5 separate regions of the Mus musculus genome follow, and all the other regions are linked to region 1. The links are chromatin contacts, called in public HiChIP or PLAC-seq and Micro-C maps. All regions are on one chromosome and are shown on one strand. Each heading gives the region's core, a stretch centred on a gene start, on an enhancer-like site or on the middle of the called end of the contact. The rest is flanking DNA. Distances are from core to core; before and after follow the strand shown.

Region 1 (4,975 bases), core at 1,199-3,698:
CTGGGCACAGAATGGCTCCTTCCTGGCTACCTGCCTTGGGGCTTCGGTCTGAGATTCTCTGGGTTCTGGGTCCCCTCAGCCCAGTGTCTGCTGCTTTTCACACCCACCTCGAACAGCCTCAAGCCTACATTTCAAAACAAAGAGGAGTCCCTGGGCGAACTCAGCTTGGGTTCATTCAACACCAACTCCATTCTGTTTTACTTTCAACCCGGTCTACACACCCTGGATTTTAGCTGCATTGTTTACATTAAAGTCCCCTCTAGGCATTACTAGTTCTGGGTAAACATTTACAAATAGCCCACCAAGACCAATCCCCTCCTTCTACAGTGTGGAAATGGAGTTACAGAGAGGAAGAAATCCCTGGTGCCACACAGAGGGCCTGGTCTACCTCGATCTGAGTAGCAGATCCCCTGGCTTCCTGGAACTGGGGTCTCCTGTCGCACCCTCTCCACCTGCTTCTTGTCAACACTTATTTCCCAGTCTGAGCAACTCCTGGCCAGAGCACCTATCATCCTAGGAGGGTTTTAACCAATAAACTCCCTGAACCTTTCTTTATGCTAGCCGGACATCAAAACAAGAACACAGGCCCCTCTTCTGCGCCGCTGGCCTTCTTCCCTTGGCTCCGGGTGGGATGGATACCTTTTCTCCCTGTTCATCAAAGGAATTCTAAACACAACCCAGACAGGCAGCACCTAGGATTCCGGGTCCTCCACTCTCCCGATCCTACATGGTCCGGGCCACGGAGAACACAACTCCCGAGGCTCTCACGCTCACATACATACAATTCCCCCCGACCCCCGCACTCGCAGACACATAGCAGGGTTCCCAGCGCACGCAGCCTTTCACACCGGCTTCCCGTCGGAAGCTCAGCTGTCGGCTACACAGTCGTACATCCTACTGACGCGGCGCAGCGCTGCGGGCCGGGAGAGAGGCTTACCTGGCAGATGCAGGCCGCGGGCGCCGGGGAGCGGGCCGGGGCTGCGCGGGCTGCCAGCCGCAGCGCGCTCCAGCAGGAGGCCGTGGTCAGCTCGGCAGAGCAGCTCATGCTCCCGCAGCGAGAACTCGTCTCCAGGGAGCAGCTGGCGGCTGCACACGGAGCAGCGGAAGCACTCGATGTGGTACACGCTGTCCCGCGCCCGCATCACCAGGTCACTGCTGCTGAAGCCCACCTGGCACTGGGCACACTTGATGCCGAACAGCCTGCGGGCCCGGGTGCGGCGGGCGTCAGCGCAGGGACCCGAGCCCAGGACGCGCAGCCGTGTCCCCCCCAGCCCAAGGGGGCCGAACCCCGGGTCCCGCCGGCTCACCTGACGTAGTCCCGCTTGCAGTAGGTTTTCCCGTCTCTCACGAAGCACGTGCACGTCTCGTCCAGGTACTGGCTGCACTCCGCGCACTTGAGGCAGGCGGCGTGCCACTCGAGGTCGGGCGACACGCGAAGGATAAACTGGTCGTGGATCTGACTCCCGCAGCCCACGCACATGGCCGTCCCGGGCTTCTCTAGCAGGGAAGGGCGCAGGGCCCGCGTCAGGCCCGGTACAGGACCCGGCCGGCCTTGGCCGCTGCAGCAGCCCCAACCCAACCCGCCCTCCCTTGCTTGATCTCCCGCTCTAAAAGTGAGACCACTTTCGAATGATCCAGAAAGTAGGAAACGAAAACAACACAATCTCCTGATATTTCCATTATCACCGTCTTTGAACGCGGACGTAGTATCGGTTCAGCTAGAGACAGAGCTAACGGGAGGCAGACGACAGCACGGTGACACTGGGGAGCTACGGACGCCTCCGTGTCCACACTGTCAGCCAAGCCCGGATTTCCGCCCGCTCCCGCTCACAGCGACTCCCTATTTCAACGCAGACACCGCAGCATTCAGCCCTGTCCCCTCTTAGCTTCTTCGACAGTTCTTAGTTTAAACACCTCAGATCAAGCTACTGAAACCTCTCTACCTTCCTAAGGCAGAGAAGAAACCCATTTCTCTAAATCAAACCTAATTGTCCTAGCAGAAAAGAAAAAGAATTTCACAGCCTGAGGTCATTCCAGCCAACTTGGGAAATAATGTCTAATTGCAAAATAAAATAGTAGGATTCCAACGAATAAACAGTGTTATGGGCGAAATGCACTGCTTGTTTGTTTGTTTTTTTTTATTCTCCCAAGTATTTTGTCAAATAAAAGCCACTTGTAGAATCCGCTAAACATTCTTCTGCATTGGAAATGTTGCATATCAAGCACACATACACACCCACACACAGAGAAAGACTTACTCTTGGAATGATCCCCCATAGCACCCAGAAAAGGATAATGAAAAATAATATCCACCATGCAGAGAGAGATGTGAGCAAAGCTTGCGGCCGGGGACAGAAGGACCAGGGTCGAGCGCCCAGCCTCTGCTCTTTGCTAACTAACTCCTGCCCCGCGGAGTTGAAGGAGCGATTCCGCACCGGCCCGCACGCAGCATGACGTCAGCACGCACTCGCCCGGGGCCCGAGCTGGAGGCGGGACCTGTAGCGTCACCCAGCTCTCCCACCGCCCTGGGGCTTGCTCGGGAGATGATGGGGACCCGGAGGGTGGGCTGGGGTAGACACGGAGGCGCAGGGAGATTGGCTGGGAGGAAGTGGGAAAGCTCTGATTGGTTCGGAGTGAACAATGGAGCGCAGCCCCCTCCCCCGAAACCTTCCTAGATCCTCTCTGCAGCCCCGGGTCCCGCAATCCCTTGGAAGCCGCATCTCCACCCCGCGGGCTCTGCCGCAGCGCCGCGCTTTCTTCGGACTTGTAGGGCGTTTGCCTAGCAAGGCAATAGTCTTCTGGGAATAGATGAGAGTCGTCTCCCCCTTAAAAGTGTTTTTCTTTTATAATTTTTAAATTAAAAATTCCTCCTGGGGACGACAGACCTTGAGGGAGAAAAGAGGATTCGCTGTTTCGGGACCATCACTGGTCCAGCCGGCCACCTTTCTCCCTGGTGGGCCTGAGCCTTTGTTCGGCGGGGTCCAAGTTAGGGAGAACGGGTAGGAAATGAGCACCTGGGTTTGGATAAACTCTATGCGGACTTTCCCACCCGCGCCGCCTGTAGAAAACTCGATGTTGCAGGTGGGTAAGCCAAAAGGAATCCAGAGACTTAGAGCCACAGTCCTCCCACCCACCCTGGCCTAGGCACTTTTCCTCCCTCCTACTTTTTGCTCTTTTGGTTAAATTGATGCTGACTCCCACCCTCTCCTTTCTCCTCTCAGCTGCATAGAGCCTAAAAACAGTGCTGTGATGTGTCACTCATACAGTAAAAGATTTTTACGAACTCTCTGATTTTGGGTTACACAAACCAATTACAACACAACTAATCAGAAACAAATGTGGGACACGGGGTAATTTACCGTCTTCCCGGTGGCTTTTTAATCCTAGAAAAATCTGCGATTTCTAAGACTCGGGATTTTTTTAAACAAAAATCGTTGTGAATTTTGTTTCAAAGGGTTGAAAGACAAATCGATGAGGTACAAACAGTGTTTATCCAACGGTGGTCTGTTGGTCCCTCACTCCCATTCTGAAAGGACACCAAAAACTTGATACCTCTCTAAGTGGGGCGCGGGTGGGCTTCTGGGATAAAGTATCTCGACCAAAAGCTATGTCCGGACTTGGATCCCGCAGGCCTCGCTGCCCGAGATCTATCTAATTCAGGCGCGGCGGTCCAACTGCTAAGAGCCGAAGCTGCTGGGCTGGGAAATGGTTGCAGTCAAGAGCGTCGGCACAGGTTCTGCAGAAAGTCGGGGTTAGAAAGGCTGCTCGGAGATGCCCCAGCGCTGGAAACAGTCTGGCACCTCGCTCCACAGCCGGATTCCTGTAGCTTTTGACCCCGCCTCCACCTTTAGAGCGCTAGTGTTCTCTGGACCCAGAGTTTTGCCACAGCCTACAACCCGCTTGACAACAGGCCGACCCTTCCCCATCTTTCCTACTAGCGCCCCAGCCGCTCTGGCTCTGGGGCTGGTTAAGTTTGCATGACTGTATCTCTGCTGGTAAACCACAAACCATGAAGTAAAGGGTCCTGCATCAGCGCTGGTCTCTGTGACTTTGGGTGTTTCATTTCTTCTTCCTCCCTCACTTTTCCTCATCTGTGAAATGGGTTGTACTTAGAACAGCTGTCTTTGCTTTGTTAAAAAAAATTAAACTAATCGCAGGGAAAGCCTTAGAATCCTACCTCATCGTGCTCAGTGTCTGGTATCTACAGTAACCATAGTGGTTCTCTCTGTTGGGACCCTATACACTTGGGAGTGTGCCTTTTCTGGAAAGGTATCTGTGTGGGGCCTTGCTGGAAGTGAGGACTAAGCACATCTCTTGCCTGTTGGGCAATGATTTATTTATTTGTGAATGTGCTTGCTTTGCCTGCCCTAGGTGTGGACTTGGATTTATTGTTGAAGCCAGTGAGTGGGCTCTGCACTGTGCCTGCTCCAGGTACTGGGGGATACTTGTCACCTCACCCTCCACCCCAAGGCTATCTTGGGCTAGACCTGGCTCCCATTACCTCTAGATCCTGCAAACCTCCTAGGTAATGGCAGTCTATCTCCGCAGGAGTCCTAGGCTCAACCTTTAACCCTCTCCTACCTAGAGAAAGCCCCTCCTAACCAGAAACTGAGTTCTTGAGAATTTGCTAAGGATAGGGGAGGGGCACTCACCTCCATTTCTCTGCCGCTGTAAAACCATTTTCCAGGTCCCTGAGCATGGGTCTCCGGGGTCCCAGTCACCCCAGGAGTCCAGTGCTGGCATGAGAGGGGCATAAGTGATACACGTGGTCCAGCCTTGCTTCTCCTCCTAAAATGTCCCCTTTGAGAGGAAGCAGGGCTCTCTGCTCTCCACACTCTTGGCAGTGGCCCCTCCTTTCTTGCCCTTGCTGGGAGCGGTGGCCATGGCTTGAGAGCCCTAGCTTCAGCTGTGACATGGAAAGACTTAAGGACTGCAGCAAACGCTCCCTGAGCTCTTCCCTCTGGAAAGCCCTGGA
Region 2 (4,975 bases), core at 671-3,170, 840 kb after region 1:
AGGGACCACCTCTTGGTGACTGTGGTGTGACATGAGACCAGAGGGGAAGGCTTTCCCCCAAGTTGCCTTCTGAAACAGAAGACAAGTGAGAAGCCTTGAGGCTATCCTTAAAGAAGTGTCTGCAGGATGGAGAGATGGAGGGATGGAGAAATGGCTGTTCTTTCAGAGGACCAAGGTTTGATTCCTAGCACCAATGTAACAACCATCTGTAACTTAAGTTCCAGAGGATTCAACACCTTCTTCTGGCCTCCAAGGGCACCAGGCAGGCATGTGGTACACAAAGATATATCCAGGCAAAATACCCATACACACAAAAATATCAAAAAAGGTCAGCGATCTGTAACTGAACTGAACAAGTCTGTGAATCACCAACACAACACAGAAAGCTGGTGACTTAAAAAGCTACAGTAAGCCACCTAAATATAGACGAGAAGGGACACAAATGGGTATAATGGTCTTTACAGGGAGGCATTCTAAACTTGTGACAGCCACATTCATTCGGCACATGTGGCTAAATATAAATATTCTATCATTGCTGCCACAGCCAACCTTCAGCAGTCTGCCTGCTCCAGCTTGGAATTACTAATGCAGACAGGTATTTTGATCCGAGTGTCATTTCCCCAGGTCTAAATGCTAGACAGGGTGATCAGCGGCTCCAAAAGTGATCCAGGTGTGACTGCTATGCGCTCCCACCATGGCGCTGGCTCCCCAGATTCATCTGGGGCAGCCAAAGTGGGTTTTTTGTTTGGTTTCCTTGGGGGTTTGTTTTGTTTTCTTAAACGACAAGAAGTGAAACAGACTAGCTAGCCAACTCTCCTTGCAATGGCTGGTACTTTGAGTCTCCTATTCAGGTGGGCCATTTCCGCTTTGGGAACAAAATGAAGAATGCCTTATTTCTGTAAACAGGATGGAAAAGGTTCAAATTAGGACACCAGTTGCAGAGCACTTCAGCCTATTATCTGTCAGTACTTATGGTCAACCGTGGGTCATTTGTCACAGGAAACCTGGAGTTCTCACTATAAGCAGATGTGTCGGGTTACAGACTTCTGCACCCCTGATTAATAACGACAAAAAAAGTGATGATTCCGTGTCTGAAAACTGTATCAGGCAGGAGGTGGCCCTCACAGATCATATCCACTCAGTCCCTCTCAAGAGGGACGCTGGGTTTGTCTAAGGTACAAGTCAGATCACAGGAACTCATCCCTAGGGCTTATGCAACACGCGGAACAGAAACACAATATTTCGCTGCCGGGGGGGGTCCCCAACAAGCACATAGCTTCTGTTCACCGGTGCCAGGGTTTCTGGTTTGCCGGTGTCTTCTCCCACAGGAATGCCAGGGCTGCCTCAGAGAGCTGTGCTCCCAGAGGTCAGCACGGATCCCCGTCAGGGTCCTCACAGCCCGGAAGCAGGGGCTCCAGAAACACTTGTAGAGCGAACGAAGGTGCGGATGGCTGCTGGCACTGGCGCCCCGCACCTAGCCTTGCTAGGTGCCCCCGACTGACTGCGCCCCGCGGCCTCCCTCGGGCTGGCGCGGCTCCTGGAGAGAGCCTCTGCGTCGCCTTCAATAATTCACAGCCCGGGTCCTCCCGTAACCCCGACACCCCGCGGGGCCCCGCACCTTCTCGCCCTCATCCGGGTTCTTGTCCGGGTGGTACTTGAGCGCCAGCTTCCGATAGGCCTTCTTGATCTCCTCCGGGGACGCGCTGGGCTTCACCCCCAGGATGTCATAGTACTGGGTCTCCTTCACCATCTTGTCTCTGCGGGGTGGGGCGGACGAAGCGGGTCAGCGCGCCCCCGACGCCCCCGGCCCGTGCCCCCGACGCCGGCCTGCGCGTCACCGTCTCGGTCGCGGCCGCTTCCCGGGGCTCCGTCCCGAGCGTGAGCCCGGGACCCAGTTGCGCTCCCGGCACCGCCGCACTCGAGCCGCCGGTACCTCCGCCGCCGGCTTTTATTCGGCGCCGGCGGAAGGTTCCGCCAGGAGGCGTGACGCCACATAGGCCCAGAACGTTCGCGGAGGTTCCGGCGGCTCCGGGGCTCGGTCCTCCGGCCGGGCGCGCGCGCTCACCCGTTCTCTTCTGAAGTCTGCTCCTCTGGCTGGCCGTCCGACTCCCCGGAGCTCCAGTTCTGACTGCCGCCACGGGCCATGTTGGGGTGCTCGGGGGTGGGGGGCTTCGGCGTGGAGGTTTCGGGCTTCGTGGTGGAAGTCGTTCGCTGCCGATTGTCACGCCGCCCCGAGGCCGTCCCCTTGCCCTTGCGTGGGTCCGCGGGGTTGGGTCGCTCTGGGATCCGATGGCCTGCAGGAGGGCCTCGTGTGCGCGAACCCTGGGCAGAGGAGAGCTTGGACTGGGAGGTCAGCGGACGCGCGGACCCCACCCGGCCTCTGCCTCGGGGTGTGGCCCCCTTCTGTTCGGTCACTGCGGGGGTGTGCTCTGGGGTCTGCCTTGGATTGTTGCATTTTGGGGGGTGTTGGAGTGAATGGCTGCCTTCTGTGGTGGCGTCGAGATCCTGCGGTGGCTGGTTCCCCCTAGGCATCTTGAAGGCTGGGTGACCATTAGCCTTTGAAGATGTGAACAGTGGCCTTTAGGTGGCCTGAGTTTGGACACTGGCCTCTCTATTGCCCACAGCTGGAAACCTCATAAGTACCCCAAGGGTGAGGAGTGACGTTTCCCAGCTGTGAGCAGTGATGACGTCTATCACCTGTGAACAGTGACATTATTTCCAAGTCTTTCAAGGATGAGCAGTGATCTCTCTTTTTTTTCAGGAGTGGGAATCCCCACCCCACCCCCACCCCCATACACACACATATCAATGCACAAATGGGCCAAGGCAGAGCCATCGAACCAGTATTGCAGCTCTACCGGGCACTGAAGCCTACAAGACCAGGCGGTCCAATCTTCTACTTCTCTAGGCTGCTTTCAACGGATGCCACGATTAAGACTACTCAAAACATGTGGGTGTGGACTTGCTGCTGCAGCGCTATCAGAATACTGCAGACCCTTCTGGCCTACTTAGGCTTCTCGTGGTGCAACACTTTATCCAGGAGAGGAAGCCACCCTGGCCAGCTCCCTGGAGTCCACTGGCCTGGGTTTTGATCTGGTGGCTGAAGCTCCTCTTTCATGCGCGCAATAGGGATACAAACGACTTAATACCCATGAGAAATTAAGCCAAGCCGCTAGCTTCTTTTCCGGGGAACATGAGAATCCACTTTCTGGATCTTGCTCCTATAGAACAGTCACTTTTGGGCAGATTCAGGACAGGAGGTCAGGAATTTGTGACTCCATTTTCCTGTGTCTTCTCTACACAAATCTCTGCCGTCGGGCTTATTTCTCCACTTCTGGGACATGATCACTGTCAAGTGCCCATCTTTCTCTCAGGACATCTGCAAAGATCAAAGAGAATGATAGCTATAAAGCTCCTGACAAGAACCTGGCTTGCTCACTTAGAAACATTTTTTTTTCTTTTCTTTTTTCCCCCGTTTTGTTGCCTTTGAAACAAGGTCTTGCAACATAGCTTTGACTGCCCTTAAACTTAGGATCCTCCTGCCCCAGGCTCCCAAATGCTGGGATTATAGATGGGAGGCATTGCAGTTAGCTCATCTGAAAACTTCTAAAACTCCAGGCTACACCCCAGTTACTACAGAGCTTCCAGGTAGAGTGCAGGCCCCTGTCAAGTGGGTCTAGTGTTGGAACTAGAGGTAAGAACACAGCACAGCTTCACGGCTCTACCCAGATTCAGTTCTGTGGACCAGTGGCATTGGTAGGAGGGGCATGGGAGAAAGATGGCTCAGGTGTGGTTAGAGCCTAGAAACAGAGTTCTCAGTTTATTGGCTAGTTAAACTTGGGTTCTTAGCCTTCCAAATGTTGTTACAGGTGTGTACTGTTGTGCGTCACCCAGCATAGTATTACTGACTGATGGGTTTTCTGTCTTTCTGTCTTTCTTTCTTTCTTTCTTTTTTTTTTTTTATGGACAAGGTTTCATTCTGCATTCTTGACTGTCCTAGAACTCACTCTATAGACCTTGAACTCACAGAGATCCACATGTCTTAGACTCTCAAGTGCTATATTTAAAGGCTTGAATTTTTAAAGAAAAATCTTTACACCTTAGCTAAACATGGATAAAAAATTCCCTTTACCAACCTTTACACTGTTCCTCTGAGCATTTTCCAGTCTAGGTCTGTAAAAGCTGTATATCTAAGATGACCCTCACCTCCCTTAAAATCCCTACCTGAAATGCTCAGGCCTGCCAAAGAACTGACTGTTCTGGCCCACATCTGGGATTAGGGCCTCTGGCTCCAAGTCTTCTTCAGAGGGTGGACTTGACTGATCGCTGCAGGCTCACAGTGCACATAGTAGCCAGTCTTGTTTACACCAACCACACCTTTAAAATTTCTTCCTCCCAGACCATGTATAAGCCCTTCCTATCCTTCTCCCTCTGCCCTCATGCTTTCTGTAAACATCCAGGTTCTTTTATGCAAGTAGAAGTTGAAATCTCTTCATATGGAACTCTTGGCAAAATTTTTTACTGACCAAAATCTGTCCTCACCAGTTCTATAAGTGTTAGCTTTGTTTCTCTTGTTTTTGTTTGTCTTTCAGTTCCAAGAATAACAATGAACACTCTGATCCTCCTGCTTCCACATCTGTCTTTGACAATGACTTTGATGACTTGATCTGTCTAGAATTTTACCTATGAGGATTTGAGGCTGCACATCTCTTATCAGTTACATGTTTATCTTCATGGTTGCTATCCCTTCCCCAAATCTTTATTGCAGATGGCGTTGGTTTCCCAGTCTCAGTGAACAATGTTTCCTTAGAGATAATAAACATGATAGTACTGACTTGTGAGTATAAAGAGAGCCTGGTGGTACTTAAATGAGTACAATTTTGGGACTGTGGGCCCATTCCACTACTATATTTTCCAGATGGGGAAACTTTTAAGTGACTGGTACAACCAGAAGGCACAGTATGGGCCTTGTTCC
Region 3 (4,975 bases), core at 1,690-4,189, 780 kb after region 1:
GGCGCTGAATGTACGCATAATCACTTTTTAACTAACACATGGGACTCCTTCATTAGACAGGGAGTGGGGGAAGGGATGGGAATTTTTAAGCCCCACTCTCTCCAGGGTGTTACATGATTCTTTTGTTGTTCTTAAATCAGAATTGCCCTCTCTGGCAGTCGACAGGGTTAGATGGCTCCAAATTGAGCCCTGCCTCTGGTCAAGCCAACTTCTCCAGTAGACACCCTTCCTTCTCCACTCTATTCTTTTTTTTTTTTTTTTTCTTTTTCCCTCCTCTGATGCTGACGATGGAACCCAGGGCCCACCACATGCTAGGTACATGCTAAGCACATGTTCCACCACTGGGCTGTGTGCCAGCCATGTCCTTTTCACTGGTTGTTATTTTGGTTTTGTTGTTGTTGTTGTTGTTTTTCAAACAATGTGGTGACTTGAACCTCAGGTTTCACTGGCTTCAAGCAGGGATCAAATTTGATGGGCAAAGATTGTCTTATGAGTGAGCCTGTAACTAGGGCTGTGTCTCTCTGTCCTTCCAAACAGAGTCACAATTGGATCAGACAGGTATGGGCTAAGGAAAGAGAAAAGAAATAATTTTGCATTCTTTAGAATATTGTTACATTACAAAAACCAAAATTTTCCACTCTTTGGGTATGGCTGTCTTTGAGCTCACAGAGATCTGTCTGTCTCTGCTTTGGAGTGCTGGGATTAAGGGACTGTGCCACAATATTTGGCTTCACTTGTAAATATGTTAGAACATTGGGAAAGCTGGCGATGTTGACTCTGTGAAGCTGGATATGAAGACTCTGATTCAACTAGCGAGCTCTTGGAGGACAGAGGAGAATTCAGGCAACTCGGACCCGGCCTGGGCTATAGAGTGAGATCCTGTCTCAAACAACCAACCAAACAAGACAACAAAATGCACAAAACAACAACCACAAAACCCATGACAGAGAAAGGGGACATTTTTAAAAAATGAGATAGCACGGCAAGTGTTACAGATACTCAGTCTTTGGGTCATGTCTCAGGAGAACAAAACTAAACTAAACAAAAACAAAAACAAAACAAAACAAGCAAACAACAAAACTCTTCTCTTGGTTGTTAGATATAGTGGTGGATGCCGGTAATCCTAGAACTCCAGCGGATTATGATGGAGTATTCGGAGATCACCAGGTTTACGTGGAAACTGCAGGCTACCCTAGTCAGGGCTGCATAGCAAGCCCCAATTTCTCATAAATCAATCTCTCTCTCTCTCTCTCTCTCTCTCTCTCTCTCTCTCTCTCTCTCCCTTTCTCTCCTCTCTCTCCCTCCCTCCCTCTCTCTCCCCTTCTCTCCTCTCTCCTCTCCCTCCCACCTCCCTCCTCTCTCTCTCCCTCCTTCTCTTCCCTCCCCTCTCTCCCTACCCACCTCTTTCTGTCTGTTCTAAGTCCTTGAGGACTTAGAAAGGACATTTAGTACATTGTCTGAACTAGAACATGCGTTGCTTCTTTTACTTTTGGAAGAATCTCACCATTCCCTTAAAGACCTCGGTTGAACACGGAAGGGCAGGAAGAGGTGATGGGTGCGGGGTCCGGGGTGTGTGTGCATGCGCGCGCGCGCGCGCGCGGCGGGGACGGAGGGGGGGGGGATCCGGGCTGTGCAACTGGATCCGAATCCTTGCCCTACAGTCCAAGGACCCAGGGGGCGGGATGCTAAATCAGCCACTTCACCTATGACAGGTAAGTAGGCAGCTGCGCAGAACAGGAGGCAGCAGCGGTCCCAGGAACCTCTCTACCTATGCAGCCAGAGCTAGCGCTGAAGGCGCCGCTAGCGAGGCACTAACCAGGACCACACACCCACCCAGAGTTCAAAGCGCGCGCGCGCGCCTTTTGGCGCCCGGGTGATAGATAGTATGAGGGGAACCTCGGGTAGGGCTTTCTCCTGAGCCCAGGACCATCAGGTCACACAAACTTCCCGTGACACACCCTGCAGCGGGTCAAGGGTTTTAATGGGGGGGTACCCGGGAAGGAGGTGCGGTCTCTGGAGCCTCACCCTGCATTTGCGTCCGTCCACTGTCTCCTCCTCGAAGCCCTCTCCGACCTTGAAGTTGATCTCCGTGGTGCGCACAGTAGTGGATGTCTTGATGTAGAACTGATCCCCGTCTTGGCGGATCTCCACGTGCGGCTTAGACGCAGCCGCCACGGCCACCTTCCTCAGCATGGCGTTCACACCTGCGCAAGGAAGCATAGATTCGGGTCTCTGGTCCTCACCCACTGGTCTCCCCCAGACCTGTTTGGCACTTCCCAAATCCTCTGGCTTTAGACGGGGCTCTTAAATTAGTCCCACTTGTCTCTTTCCTCCCTTGGGTTTTAGAGAAGAAAACCCGAGGCTTAAAGTCGGCAAGCGGCTTTCCTGAGTTACCCAGGGCTTTCATGGCAAGATCTGGTCTTTTAAAAGCCCCAGTTTAAAGTCCCTGCTCTTCACTGTGATCTAGCACGAGATAAAGATGGGACCGTCGAGAAAGGCGCCAAATGTCCAGCAAACGTTAGTTGAACTCCCTGGGGCTGGAGCCCGCTCTCCTCTGCGACCTGGGTTTGGGGGGTGGGGGAACCTCAAAGGAAACAGAGATTCATCACTCCGTTGACTCCCTCCTGCCTGAACCTACCCAGGCCACCCTCTCTGGGACCCGGGCGCCTCGCAGCTGCTTCTAACAGACCGGACATACTCTCTGTACCAGCTTACCCAACGCCTTGAGGAGCTCGTCGAAATTCTCGCTGCTGCGCATCTTCCAGGTACCGGCGAAGTTGGGCATGGTGGCAGTGGTGTTGGCTGTAGCGGCGGCGCGAAGGCAGGGGCAGGCACCCACCTCTGCTGCGGAGCGGTCGCACGCTGCGTTGCAGAGAGACTGGCGTTCTGCGCCCAGCCGCAAGCGCCTTGAGTCGCTAGGGTAGCGCCCCCCCCCTTCTGGGGCCCCGCCCTCAAGTCCCGCCCCTGCCCTGCGTGCACGAGGGGCGGGGGGTGGCCCACGAGGGGTGAGCCCGACTCCCCGCCCTAAGGCGCCCCTCACCATTCCTCATCTTCTCAGCCACTAGTGATGCAACTTGGAACTTGCTCTCCCCTGGTGCCTCCTCCACCACGCCGCCCACATTCTGTTTTAAACTGGGTGGTAGGAGAGGGTTTAATGAAGCTAGGTCGGCCTGGAGGAGATACATGAGGCTAGCTAGGTAGTGGGGATTCAGGGGAACGCGACATTCTTTCTCTACTTTTGCCTATGTTTGAAAATATCTGTTAGTAGTAAGGCCATAGGCATGGAAGCCACTTTCTTTCCACCCATACTTTCTGGCTGCCACTAGCCGGTCGAATTTGCTCTGTTCGGCTTTTCAGTTAGCATATGGAGGACCAATTAGAGTGGCGGGAAAGGCCCAGCCCCTACCCTTGCTTATCCCGGGCATGGAGGCACGGAGGTACCAAGGCAGGTTCAAACGGGTGCTGGAAACCAAGCCTCTCATGCAGGTTTTCTGCTTAAGTTAGAAGGGAGCCCAGACCAACACCGTCCCTTTGTTGTTGCCTAAGGGACGGAACAAGCAAAATGCAGGGAAATGCGGCAGCTTATTTTGTAAAATTGCGGGTTTGAGCTCTGCAGTCCTACTGGGAAGGCCTAGCAAGAAAGCCTAGCTCCTGCCTTTGCTCTAACAGATCTGAAAATCAACGCCAGAGCCCAGAGTCTCCACTAAGGAGTGTACACACAGGTCCCTGTGCCTTACCAGCTTTCAGACCTCAACATTTCCTTGCAGCCTCTTTCCACTGTTTCACCATTGCTACACCTCAGCCAAACTGCCCAATTCAGGATCTTAGAACCTGCCACGGGTGGCTCCATATCAGCCGTTGACCATGCTGCTCGAGGTCCCCAAAGGTCACTTTTCCTTCATGGGCTGAAAAAAAAAAAAGCTTGCCCACTCCTCATGACACAGGTGTTGTAAAATTCTGTTTAGGTCCTAAGCAGATTACTTTCCTCGGAATTGACAGGATTCCTTCTGGTCCAGTCTTCCCTGTGAAAATAGGCCATTTAGAGCTCAGCGATCAAAGTTGATCAATGCACCCTCATTTCCTCAGGCTCAGCCAGGTGGGGCTCAGAAGTGAATCGATTCTCAAAAGATGCAGATGTTCTGAAGCCTAGAGGTGATTGTGGGGTGAGGATTCCCCGAGGACCTGGGGTTGGTTCATGCTGAATGCTGCTAACAGAAGAGGGCCTCTGTACTTCTAGAAGGGACTGCAATTGGTCTTCTGCCCAGGGGCCCTGAGAAGCCATCTAAGACAGATGAAGACAAGAGAGTGGAGAGGGGCCATCATGGGCTGGGAAAGGGTGTGTGGGGACAACAACTTCTTACATGTGCCATCTGTGCCCACATGGGGCCGTATGCTTAGAAGAAGTTGGTAACTGAATTGGAAAACAGAAAGCAGCTCTGGTGTGGACATCTTGAAGTATTTCATGTATTTACTTTCATGTCTTTATGTATTATGTGTGGTATGTGCAGGTGCACATGTCTGAGGTCTCTACCCACTCTTCACCATACTCTTGGAGACAGGTTCTCACTGAATCATCAACTGAGCAAGACTGTTTGGCCAGCAAGCCCCGATGCTGGCCGATTGATCCCACGTCCACCTCCCCGGTGCATGCCTGTATTTTCATGTGGTTGCTTGGGATCAGAACGCAGGTCTTCGTATTTGGACACTTTCTCATCGGAGCTTCTCCCAAGCCCTCCGTCTTGAAATGTTTAATCTTTGAAAAGATTATATACCTGTATATACCTTGTGCTCTGGGATCTACAAGCTAGGTATCCTGTCTCTACAGCAATGGGGCCAAAGGAGGGGTGTCATGAAGCTAATTCAGGCCTCCACCTCCATTTGATACTTCTGGCTAGCAAGGTGTTACCCATCAAAGTTGGGGTTAGGAGCTGGAGGCTAAGGGAGCTGGAAAAGCAGAGTTTATAGCCCAGGGAAA
Region 4 (4,975 bases), core at 1,452-3,951, 550 kb before region 1:
ACACACATGCTCACAACACGCGGCTCTCGGGTATCTCCTATAAGCATATGAATGAGCTCTGGGGATAGCTCTTAGTAACGGAGTCTTTAGTTCCAGGACACCTTTGTTTCCCTCCTGCTTATGAACTGATGTTAGAAATCTGGCTGGTTCCCACCTGTGTTCAGGATAGACAAAGTTGCCAGATAAATGATCTGTTCCATCCAGCTCAGAGGTTTCCTTCTACTATTTAAAAACTAGATGTTGGGGCTAGAGAGATGGCTTAACAGTTAAGAACATTAGCTGCTCTTCCAGAGGACCTGGGTTTAATTCCTCCCATAACGTGGTGGCTCACCACCATCTGTACCTACAGTTCTAGAGGATATGACGCCCTCTTCTGGCCTCCACAGGCATTGCATGCACACAGTGCACAGACACATGCAGGCAAAATACCCAAATACATAAAATAAAAATAAATAAAATTTCATTAAAAAAGAAAAGACTGGATATCCTTTCCTTTTCTTCCTTTCTCCATAACTACACCCACTGCCTCTCCCTGTCACTTGAGACAAGCTCTTACCATGCAGACAAGGCCTGCTTTATTTCAACTTACTTTGGCTCTCTTCTCTCTGCCTAAGCTGAGATTGCAGGCATTTGCCACCGCTCTAGGCCTAAGACTATTTACTGCCAGGCTGCAGGATTCAAAGGCAGTTGAATGGGTCCCACTGTCCACTTCCTCCTTGTCTCTGCTCTGCCTTCCCTGGGAAGCTTCTCCTAACCAAGGCCCTGGGAGCCACTGTGAAGAGAAGCCCAGGATGCCAGCAGCAGTCCAGAGGTGTAGCCAGTACAGGGCATGGCGAGACATTACCTAGGAAGCAGCCCCGGGGAAGCTGGGTCCTACTGCTGCCACCACGCCCTGATGTCTTATATGTCATCCTTTTGCCTGGTCCCTGCCACTGGGCTGCTGCTTTTCTTGGCTTTGATCTGGGGAAGTTGAGGCCAGACATTTGGGATTGGGATTGAGACACTAGGGATAAAATGGACCAGGGTTTCTGGCCTTCCTGGGTTGCAGGTTTCTAAGTCAGAGCAGCGATTGGATTCACCTTGAGCAATGAGCACCCCGGTGAATGAGATGGCCAAAGCAGCTGCTTTCATCTGCAGCTCTGGACTGGTCCTACACTCTTCTCTGTAAACACAGGAAAACTGAGGCCCAGACAGGTACAAGGTGCCCTCTCCAGGCAAGGCCCTCTGTCCTCTGTGAAGTCAGTTTCAAGGGAGGAAGGCCACTCATACTTTAGCACAGACCCCAAGCAAAGCTGGCAGAGAGGAAGGAAGGTGGCTTACTAACCCTCATCCTCCTGGCTTTGACCTTAGGAGTGGGCCCTGGGTGAGTAAAAGGTCCTGAGAGTCCCCTGTGGTGTTGGAGAGTTATCCTCAGGAGAAAGACATCCCCAGCTTTAACCAAAAGGTCTCAGCCTTGTGTCTCCAAGGGACAGTCAGGGGTGGAGGAGACTAGGGGAAGCTGAGGGAAAAGTGGAAAAGCAGGAGAGCTGGGCAAGCGCTGTGGCCTCTACTGCCCTCCTGGCTAGGTTTCCTCATCTCACCGGCAAAAAGATTTGTTTTACACCTGCCCTGAATTTGAAACAGCAGGCAGGAAGTTGCCTAGCCCAGCTGCCTTGTTCATGAACCTGAGGTATGCAGAGATCAGAGACTGGGTGAAAGAGTTTTAACTCTGGCAAGGCACCAGGGCTTTACTGCATTGGATCACCTTCAGTTGTCAAATATCTGTACTTATCTCCATTATACAGATGTAGAAACTGAGGCCCAGAGAGAAACAGCAACCGACCCAGCCCTTACAAAGCTGAGACCCGAACCAAACTAAAGTTGGTCTGGTGTCTGGGCTGCTGACTTCTCCCTTGTACACTCCTCCCTATGTATCCTCCTCAAATCCTCCATTAGGCTGTCCTGGTGAGCTCTGCCGCTGGGGCAGCATGCCCCTGAGGAGAAACAGCCTGAGGCCATCCCTCTGGCTGTGGGGGTGATGTCTGTGAGAGAAATTCATTATCTTAGCCAGGGCCCCTCTTTTGCCTTTCATGTCAGTAGAGACTGTGGCCCAGGCCACCTCCATGATAATTAAGACCAAAGTCAAGGCACAATTTTTATGGGGAAACTGTACCCCTATGTCAGTCTCCAAGGTGATTCCTGCCTGGCTGGACCTGTTCGGCAAGCTCACCGCCCCCAGTCGACTCCACTCACCCAGAAGGCATCTCGGAACTGCAGCTGGGCCATCATCCTCCAAGGGCGTCTGTTGTGTCAAATGCTAGCACTCCTGCTTCAAGCAGGGCTGAACATGGGCCAGGAGCCAGGAGCACGTCCCAGTCCCAGCGCGGCTAGCCCAGGCCCTCCCTCCCACTCCCAGCCGGCGCCGTCTGAAACGCTCAGAAGGCAGCCACAAGCCAGAGGCAACTGCCGGAGGAGGAAAAAGGCTCAACCTGTTTTGTTTGGGGCTAGAATCAGCAGCGAAATGAGGAAGGAGCCCTGCCCAGTGATGGAAGGGTGGGCCACGATTTCCAGCCTAGGCTCTCGCCAGCCCCACTGATGGAGGAGGACGCAGGCTGAGGCCCAGGGCAGGCAGCCCAGGTGGCAGGCAGAGGCTGGGAGAGAGGAAGGATGTGCACAGGCCAGGCAGGCAGGCAGGCAGCCTGAGGCCGGCACAGGAAGGTTTGTGCAACCTCCCCCAGGGCAGGCGCAGGGCTCTAACCCACAGGAAGTTGAGCTGCTGAGTTTCTCCTGCACAGCCCCAGCCCCGCCTGCCACCTGCCACCCTGCTGCCTGCTCAAGTCCTGGCCCAGTTTAGCTTTAGAACTAACAAGTTAGGAATCTCATGACTGTTACTCTCGCCGGCCCCAAGAGGTTAGGTTCTTAGGGTCTCACCCCGGAAAAGGACGTCCACCATTCATTCCAACTTTAGCAGTTCATGCCCTAGACTAGGTCCTACCCTCAAGTTGCTCACAGCACGGGGCGGACTCAATTGCGGTCCTGGTCCCGGGGCTATGAGAGTGGAGACTTGTTTTGAGAAGGTAACTAGCTAAGGGACCTCAGTGTGATGAGGCACGGGTCCTTGACCCCGTGCAAATCTTCACCCATTCCATCTTCAGTTCATAACTGTGATAGAGGGAGACAGGAGTCTGGAGACTCAGGCTCAGCTTTTGTTTAGTTTGGATTCTGCCCTTCACTAGTGGACGGACCTTGATTGACCTAACTCAGAGCCTCAGCCTCCCCATCTGTCACTTCCAGTCTCTGGGAAAGTGTTTCGTATCAAGAATGCCTCTGGAATTTCTCTTTGTAGGGCAAGCAGGTCCTGGGGAACCCTTTCCAGACAGGGTTTGCCCACTCAGCAGAAGAGGCCTCTGGAGTCCTGAGCCCGGGGTGGGCTGGTGAAAAGAATGAGTCAGAGACTGTCCACAAATCACCACCCTTACCGAGGCTTACCTTAGGACCAACTGGGTTGATCAGACAGCTGAGTTCCCAAGTGTGGGTTACACGTGCCAGGGCTTAAAGAGAGGCACACCCAGGCTTCCCTAAACACCCCCAAGAAGAAGCACAGCAGGCCTGCTGCTGGAAGCCCTTCTCTCTAGAATCCCGGGGCTTGAGCTAATGAGCATCTTTTAAAAAGAGATTCATTTCTAATTTTTATTTGCGTGATATGTGTGTGTGCTAGGTATGTACAGATGCCTGTAGAGGCTAGAGGAGGGCATCCAATCCTTTGGAGCTGCCTAATGTAGGTGCTAGGAATCGAACTCTGATCCTTTAGAAGAACACCAGTCACTCATAACCACGTGGTGTAAGTTACCTTAACCCTACAGGCCCTCTGCTGAAGCTACTTTTATTGTTACAGATTGGCCAACTCAACATCTCCATCTGTAAAATGGGATGAAACCTTGAAATCAGAAAGCAGACCAGAGTCCTTTGTTACCAGGAGCCTTGTTTTAACTGACAGGAAAAGCCCAAGCTGGGGTCCCTGCTGACCTCTCCAGGAATCTCTTCCCTTCAGTCTGCTGGGTGAGTCCAGCCCCCACCCCACCCCCAGAGTCTACACCTCCAGATGCAGCCACATCAAAAGAAGAAAGGGAAAACCCAAGTTGTCTTCTCCAAAGTCCTGTTCGTCAGCCTCTTGGGAGATCTTCCCTGGTATCTCATTGGCTAAGAATAGATGGTACTTCAGCATCATCACCATCACAGCAGACCCTTGGGGCTGTCATAGATGCTGGAGAAAGTTACAGTGACCATGAGACCCCCCCCTCCTCAGCTTAGAGCCACAAAGAATGCTGGTGACAGGTCTGCCAGGAGAGGAGGCAGATCTGGTTTCTACCCTAATGGAATTACAGGCAAGTTCCAGAAAGATCTCTCCTTATTGAGTGGAACCAGAAGACAGTGTTGTGATGAGAAGGAGGTAAATGAAGAGGGGGTGGGGAGAGAGTTGCAAGGACGGTTAGAGGCCTGGATGGTGCTACCAGGAAGGCCGAGGGAAGCTGTGGAGTGTAGAGGAGACAGAGAGAAGATAGGACTGGATGGAGACGTTCAAGAAGCCTCAGAAGATGGAACTGTGTGTTAGCGAGCTTCCCTCCCTCCCCAGCCATTGCCCACACCAAACCCAGTCCTCGGGGAGGGGAATCTGTGCCTGAAAAAAAATCACAGCTCTTTAATCACTGTTTCTGCTGCCTCAGAACATAATTTGCCTTGATGTCTAGGCAGCTGTGCCCCAGGCCACACTATGAGGGAGAACCTCACCCAGGCCAGGACAGAGTGTTTGACATAGTATTTGAATATATATGTTTGAAGAATTCAAGAGGTCATAGGCTTAAGGACTGAAAATAAATTGCAAAATCAGTTGTTACAGCCTTGGTTGCCACAGCTAGCCACCTGGTGGGACTTGGGTTTTAAAGTCAGTTTGTCTGTGCCTTTAAACCAGGTAAGCAACAGAAACATTGCCAATGGT
Region 5 (4,975 bases), core at 1,420-3,919, 530 kb before region 1:
TTGTCCAGGGTTACAGTTAGGCAGAGCCAACATCCTGAAGGTTTTTTCCTCTGCTCTTACTGTGTGTTCTTGTCTGCTCTTACTGTGTGTTCTTGTCCCTGTCTCCTGGGAGATGACCTTGGTTCAAGCGCTGGCCTTGAGTTGTTAAAGAACAGCGACCCCTGGAGGTCAATAGGATGTAGCGGTGGAAATCAGCACAAGCACCTCTGAAACCCTGAGCCTGGGCCAGGAAGCAACCATTCTTTGTTTGGTGTAAGACTCTAGAGCTTCCTGTGGTGGCTTCTGCTCATTAGTGAAGCTGCCCCTGTTCAGACACTTAAATGATAGGAACAGATGAGAAGACCTGGCATGGAGGTGCCATATGATGCCAGTATGCCCCAGTCCTCTAATTCTGCTCGCCCTTTTTCAGCCCTCAGCGCCCTGATCCTGAGCTGTGCACCCCGGGACAAGCTCAGTATTTGGTACTTTCAAGCAAATCCTCTGGAGAGCTCAGTGCTCTCAACTGGACTCCAGGGTGTATTCTTCCAGCGCAGAGGAAATGGTGTCGCTGCGCAACAGTTCTGACCTTCCTACTCAAATCCCATTGAGTTCAGTCTAGAGGTACGGGAAGATGGGGAGGCCTCGTGGCTCTTCAAACTTCCAGAGTTACGACTCTGCCAGGCGCAGAGAAGGGGTATTGGCGTCTGCTGTGCTAACACGTTTCCAGACTAAAACCTTTTTTATGAGCCTCATGACTCAGGTATCTTGTGTTGAGAAATGAGAAGCAACTGGAGTCCACCAGCCTGGGAATGGATGAGACATGGAAGCAGAAAGGAGGAGACTAGACGAGATCGTGACACACATCGCTGCCGTACACTAGAAATAGATGCATTGATACAAGCTTATATTTGGCAACATGTTATTATTTCTGGTGTTAATAAAATTGATATGCATGCAGCTTCCTCCCACTTCAGGTTAGACTCAAAATACATTTATACATTTATAACATGTTTTTACCTGCAAACTGGACATGAACTTTATAGAACAACGTATGTGTCTCACCTACATCATATGTCCTTCGATTAGCAAGTTTTAAAGACTCATATACATTTGAGATATTTTAGTGGTATTAAAAGATTTATTTTTATTTTATATCTAGGAGTGTTTTACCTGTGTGTATCTATGTGCAGTGCCCGAGTAGGGTTCCAGACCCCTGGTACTGGGCTAACAGACAGTTGTGAGCCACCGTGTGGTGCTGGGAATTGAACTTCCATCCTCTGGAGGAGCAGACAGTGTTCTTAACCACTGAGCTATCTCTTCAGCCTAGTGGTATCAACACTTTCTAATTTAATTTAAATTTTTATTTACAGGAAATAATTAACTTGGTTCCAATGTCAAATGTACAAAACTATACGTGTTCAAACTTAGTCCAGATAAATTTATGTTATATTTTTGTTTATGAGCCTAGCTGTTACCGATGTGTTTATAAAAAGTTTGGTGGATGTGTAGTGAGGTGTGGGGGAAGGGAGTGTCTCCAAGAGCCCATGCTGAGGCATCCCTTCCCCCTGAGGGATCAGCCACATGACTGATACAGTATAGAATAGAGTTTATTTAGGGTATGGGGAGGGGAGTTGAGAGGGTAGTAGAGACAGAGAAAGGCAGAGGGCGGAGAGTAGAGAAGAGGAGTGGAGGAGTAGAGGCCAGCCATGAGCTGGAGGAGAGATAGGAGGGAGGGGGATGGGGAGGGGGGGGAAAGGGTGAGGGAACAGAGAGGGACCAAGAAGGCAAGAGCAAGAGAGAGCACTGAGGTAGCAAGCAGCCCCCTCCCTTTTTTTTTTTTTTTTTTTTTTTTTTTTTGGGTTTTTTGAGACAGGGTTTTTCTGTAGAGCCCTGGCTGTCCTGGAACTCACTTTGTAGACCAGGCTGGCCTTGAACTCAGAAATCCGACTGTATCTGCCTCCCAAGTGCTGGGATTAAAGGTGTGCACCACCACCGCCCTGCAAGCAGCCCCTTTTATAGAGAGTCAGGCATACATAACTGTGAGGCGGAGCTAACTGTTGCAAAGTAACTGTGGGGCGGAGCTTAGACAAAATGCTAATAGTTACCATTTCTCCAGCCCTCAGTTTCTTTTTCATCTCTTCCACCATCTCTCCCCTTCTTTCTACTGTAGTGGCATCTTGCTGGGTTATCCTTCCATTCCTATCTGTTTTCAATATAAACTTTTACAAGTCAGACACACTTTTTCTTTTGTAAGAATTTGTCATCTATGAAGACAGACTTTCTTCTTTTTTTTTTAGTGCTGTTTAGTACTTTTCCTGCTTGAGCTTGTCTTTTTGTTTGTTTGATTAACCCATCGATTGACCTTCTGGCAGACAGATAAGCCAGACTGAGGAGGATGCTGTCTGGACTTTATCCTTAGAATGATCTGGAGCTGCGGATAAGTGCTATTTGGGCCTGAGGGAGTTTCCTCTGTGGAGTGACACACTTGTTTAGGATTTACATCCAAATAGTTTCAGACTGAAATACAATATGCAATTAATTGCAGGGCCTTTTGTAATGGGAAACAGGCAGATCTCCACAACTTCAATGTTTTTGTTTTTCTCTCAAAGAGGAAAGGAACATTCTCAGCTTAAAGATGTTTAGAGTGGTCACAGGGGCAGGAGAAAGACTGCATGGTCCACAGGCTCTGCTGAGAGCCTGTAAGTTCTGAGCAGGGAAGGGAGGGCCCTGGTTGGACAGCCTTTAGAACAGCCCACAGCCGTCTCAGATTCGCCTTCTTGAGAGCTGGGGCAATTCTCCTGTTCTCTCTGAGGCTCCATCAGGAAGCTCACAGAACCACCTTCAAGTGGGTTTTCCATGGCATGACCAGACCAACTCCACCTGTTGGCAAGGCTTTGGCTATGCCCACTCTTTTACCCCTTCTTCCATCTGTACCAAAGCTGGGCACATAAAAGCTATAACCTTACCAACAATTTGTCATTGCTTGCTGTAGATCCTTGGCTGGGTGCCATCCCTGCTCAGGGGTCTGGGAGGCATGGGGTTGCAGTAGAGCACCTTTTGAGCATTGTCATCTTGGCGATACCACACCCAAGGAAGCTGATGGGCACCTCAGGGGAAGGCTGAGAAAAGGGGTTAACAGAGCTTAATTTTGAAAAGCCATCAGAGAAATAAAGAGTCAGAGGGGCTAGCACTAGAAGGGACCATGGTTGCCACCTCAGAGATTCTAGAGAGGTGTCCTGGGGATGAGGTCATGTGGTTAGAGCCGTGATTCCCATCCCTCTCCTTGGATCTGCTGTTTCTTAAGTTGAGATGCCTTGGCATACCGTCTCACCTGAAGAAGAGTTGTTCTGCTTTGAAACTGCAAAATGTTGACCTTAGTACAGTTCCTTGCCTAATGTAAAAATTGCCTGGGCCAGCAAGAGGGTTCAGCAGGTAAAGGGTCTTGCTGCCAAGCATGATGAACTAAGTTCAATAACTGAGACCCACCTGGTATGAAAGAGAGAATCAACTCCTGCAATTTGTCTTCTTACTTCCACATGAGAGAGAAATGATAGATAGATAGATAGATAGATATAGATAGATAGATAGATAGATAGATAGATAGATAGATAGATAGATAGATGGATAGATGTGATTCAAGAGTTTTTTAAAAAGAGAATTGCTTTTATTGGGCTATCTCTAATTTAAGGTCATGGAGACTCAATGCCCCTCAGATGCTATCCATTGCTGGGCATCTCTAGTGGCCAAGGTACTGCTCTCTCTCTGCCTTCGTCTCATTCCTGGTTCTCTTCCTGTGGGCTGTGGCTAACTGAAGGCAGAAGCAGCTTCCTCCCTCCCTGCACTTCATCTGTCTCCACATTACTATTCCGGGGTCCTCTGCTCCCTTGGTATTTAACACCCCATTACCTGCCCTAAAGAGATTCCCTTCCTTAGAAGTAAAAATGTTTTATGACCGTCACCTCAATTTGCTGTGCTGCCCTTCAAAATAGCAGTTGTTTTTCTCTTTTAAGGGTGTTGGGCTGGCTGCAGCTCTTACCCCTCCATCCCCATTTGTGAGATCTCCTCACTTTTAAAAGTGTGAAGATTCAAAGAGGCTCAAGAAAGCATGAGATTTCTTCCCTAGGTCTCTGTAGCCTTCTGCCTGCCTGTCAGAGCTGTTACAGACAGAGTCATAGTAGCCTGGCTAGGAGACTTCACCAGTAAAGCTTTGGCAAAGAAAGGCTAAAGACAGAACTCCACTGGGGCCCATCAAAGGAACAACACTGGTTTTCTGGCCTTCCATGGCAGTCACCCAGACTGCCCAAGACAGGAGGTGGTGGTAGTGGTGGGTGTTCAAGAGGTCAGGGGCCGGCCCAAGAGTCTACAGGTCTACCACTTCCCTTATGTTCCTGATGCTAACGATTTTACAACTGATTAAACTTTGAGAACCGCTGGATTAAGAGCAAAGCAAGATGTCAAAGAATACAAGGGTTTTCAAGTGCCCAGTAGAATGGTGTGCAGCTGAACTTGCATGCCCTGCAGCTGCCTGAGCCTACTTAGGCCCACAAGTGCCCACTGGCCTACCGACAGCACACCCCAAAGGTGGTCTCCAGTGTGGAAAATGCCAGTTTATTTTAAAGAGCAAAGGAAACCTTTCCTCTGGATCTCACTTGGGCCACTAAAGAAATGGATAGGAAAACGGAAATTTCTTTCAGAAGTAGCAGTAATCAGAGACTAGAACAACATACATTTATATACACATACATGTGCCAGACCTTGAATCAACAATAACATCATCATCATCAAAAAGGCTGGGTATGATGGCACATGCCTTTACATTTAGTAGACTGAGATGAAGGCAGGTGGATCTCTGAGAATTTGAGGTCATCCTGGTCTACATAGTAAGACTTTGTCTCAAAACAACAACAACAACAACAACAACAACAACAACAACAACAATGGCCCCCCCCCCAATAATAAAAATAAATAAAATACCTATATGTGCTTCACAGGCCTC

Evidence for each region. A called contact is a pair of places that touch in the nucleus more often than the background predicts. HiChIP or PLAC-seq counts read pairs in DNA pulled down with a chosen protein or histone mark.
Region 2: an H3K4me3 HiChIP or PLAC-seq map of embryonic stem cells shows a contact between it and region 1, with 4 times the contacts expected there. The contact joins the promoter of Dnaja4 here to the promoter of Isl2 in region 1. A contact is called at or near these places in 1 of 39 promoter capture datasets (erythroid cells) and 1 of 115 datasets of contacts at active chromatin or transcription factors (embryonic stem cells).
Region 3: a contact with region 1 is called in a Micro-C map of embryonic stem cells, with 5 times the contacts expected there. The contact joins the promoter of Crabp1 here to the promoter of Isl2 in region 1. A contact is called at or near these places in 3 of 484 Hi-C or Micro-C datasets (all in embryonic stem cells) and 1 of 115 datasets of contacts at active chromatin or transcription factors (embryonic stem cells).
Region 4: a contact with region 1 is called in an H3K27ac HiChIP or PLAC-seq map of microglia, with 7 times the contacts expected there. The contact joins the promoter of Pstpip1 here to the promoter of Isl2 in region 1. A contact is called at or near these places in 3 of 39 promoter capture datasets (embryonic stem cells, liver and stem cell-derived epiblast-like cells), 1 of 484 Hi-C or Micro-C datasets (embryonic stem cells) and 6 of 115 datasets of contacts at active chromatin or transcription factors (craniofacial prominence, embryonic stem cells, memory CD8 T cells and 3 more).
Region 5: a contact with region 1 is called in an H3K27ac HiChIP or PLAC-seq map of embryonic stem cells, with 5 times the contacts expected there. The contact joins the enhancer-like site here to the promoter of Isl2 in region 1. A contact is called at or near these places in 6 of 39 promoter capture datasets (the 3T3-L1 cell line, cranial neural crest, embryonic stem cells and 3 more), 4 of 115 datasets of contacts at active chromatin or transcription factors (embryonic stem cells, extraembryonic endoderm stem cells and stem cell-derived neural progenitor cells) and 1 of 9 other capture datasets (macrophages).

What each region holds. Positions count from the first base shown.
Region 1 is chr9:55,538,622-55,543,596 of GRCm38.p6, reverse strand. It overlaps Isl2 (insulin related protein 2 (islet 2)), which reads right to left and starts at 2,448. Exons shown (of 6, transcript NM_027397.3): 1 at 2,259-2,448; 2 at 1,308-1,497; 3 at 938-1,200. The coding sequence starts at 2,316.
Region 2 is chr9:54,696,504-54,701,478 of GRCm38.p6, reverse strand. Dnaja4 (DnaJ heat shock protein family (Hsp40) member A4) reads right to left here and starts at 1,920. Exons shown (of 7, transcript NM_021422.4): 1 at 1,619-1,920. The coding sequence starts at 1,750. Gm46113 (a long non-coding RNA gene) reads left to right here and starts at 2,759. Exons shown (of 2, transcript XR_001779175.2): 1 at 2,759-3,694; 2 at 4,593-4,834.
Region 3 is chr9:54,762,712-54,767,686 of GRCm38.p6, reverse strand. Crabp1 (cellular retinoic acid binding protein I) reads right to left here and starts at 2,939. Exons shown (of 4, transcript NM_013496.3): 1 at 2,716-2,939; 2 at 2,026-2,204. The coding sequence starts at 2,785.
Region 4 is chr9:56,087,702-56,092,676 of GRCm38.p6, reverse strand. Pstpip1 (proline-serine-threonine phosphatase-interacting protein 1) reads right to left here and starts at 2,701. Exons shown (of 15, transcript NM_011193.3): 1 at 2,233-2,701. The coding sequence starts at 2,268.
Region 5 is chr9:56,070,600-56,075,574 of GRCm38.p6, reverse strand. No RefSeq gene overlaps it. Among named protein-coding and RNA genes, the nearest start is that of Pstpip1, 17 kb to the left of the region's middle. Within about 2 kb of position 2,669, at least 11 of the 459 cell types and tissues checked have an H3K27ac peak or open chromatin away from gene starts, as enhancers often do. A contact at or near this core is called in embryonic stem cells, where this site is marked.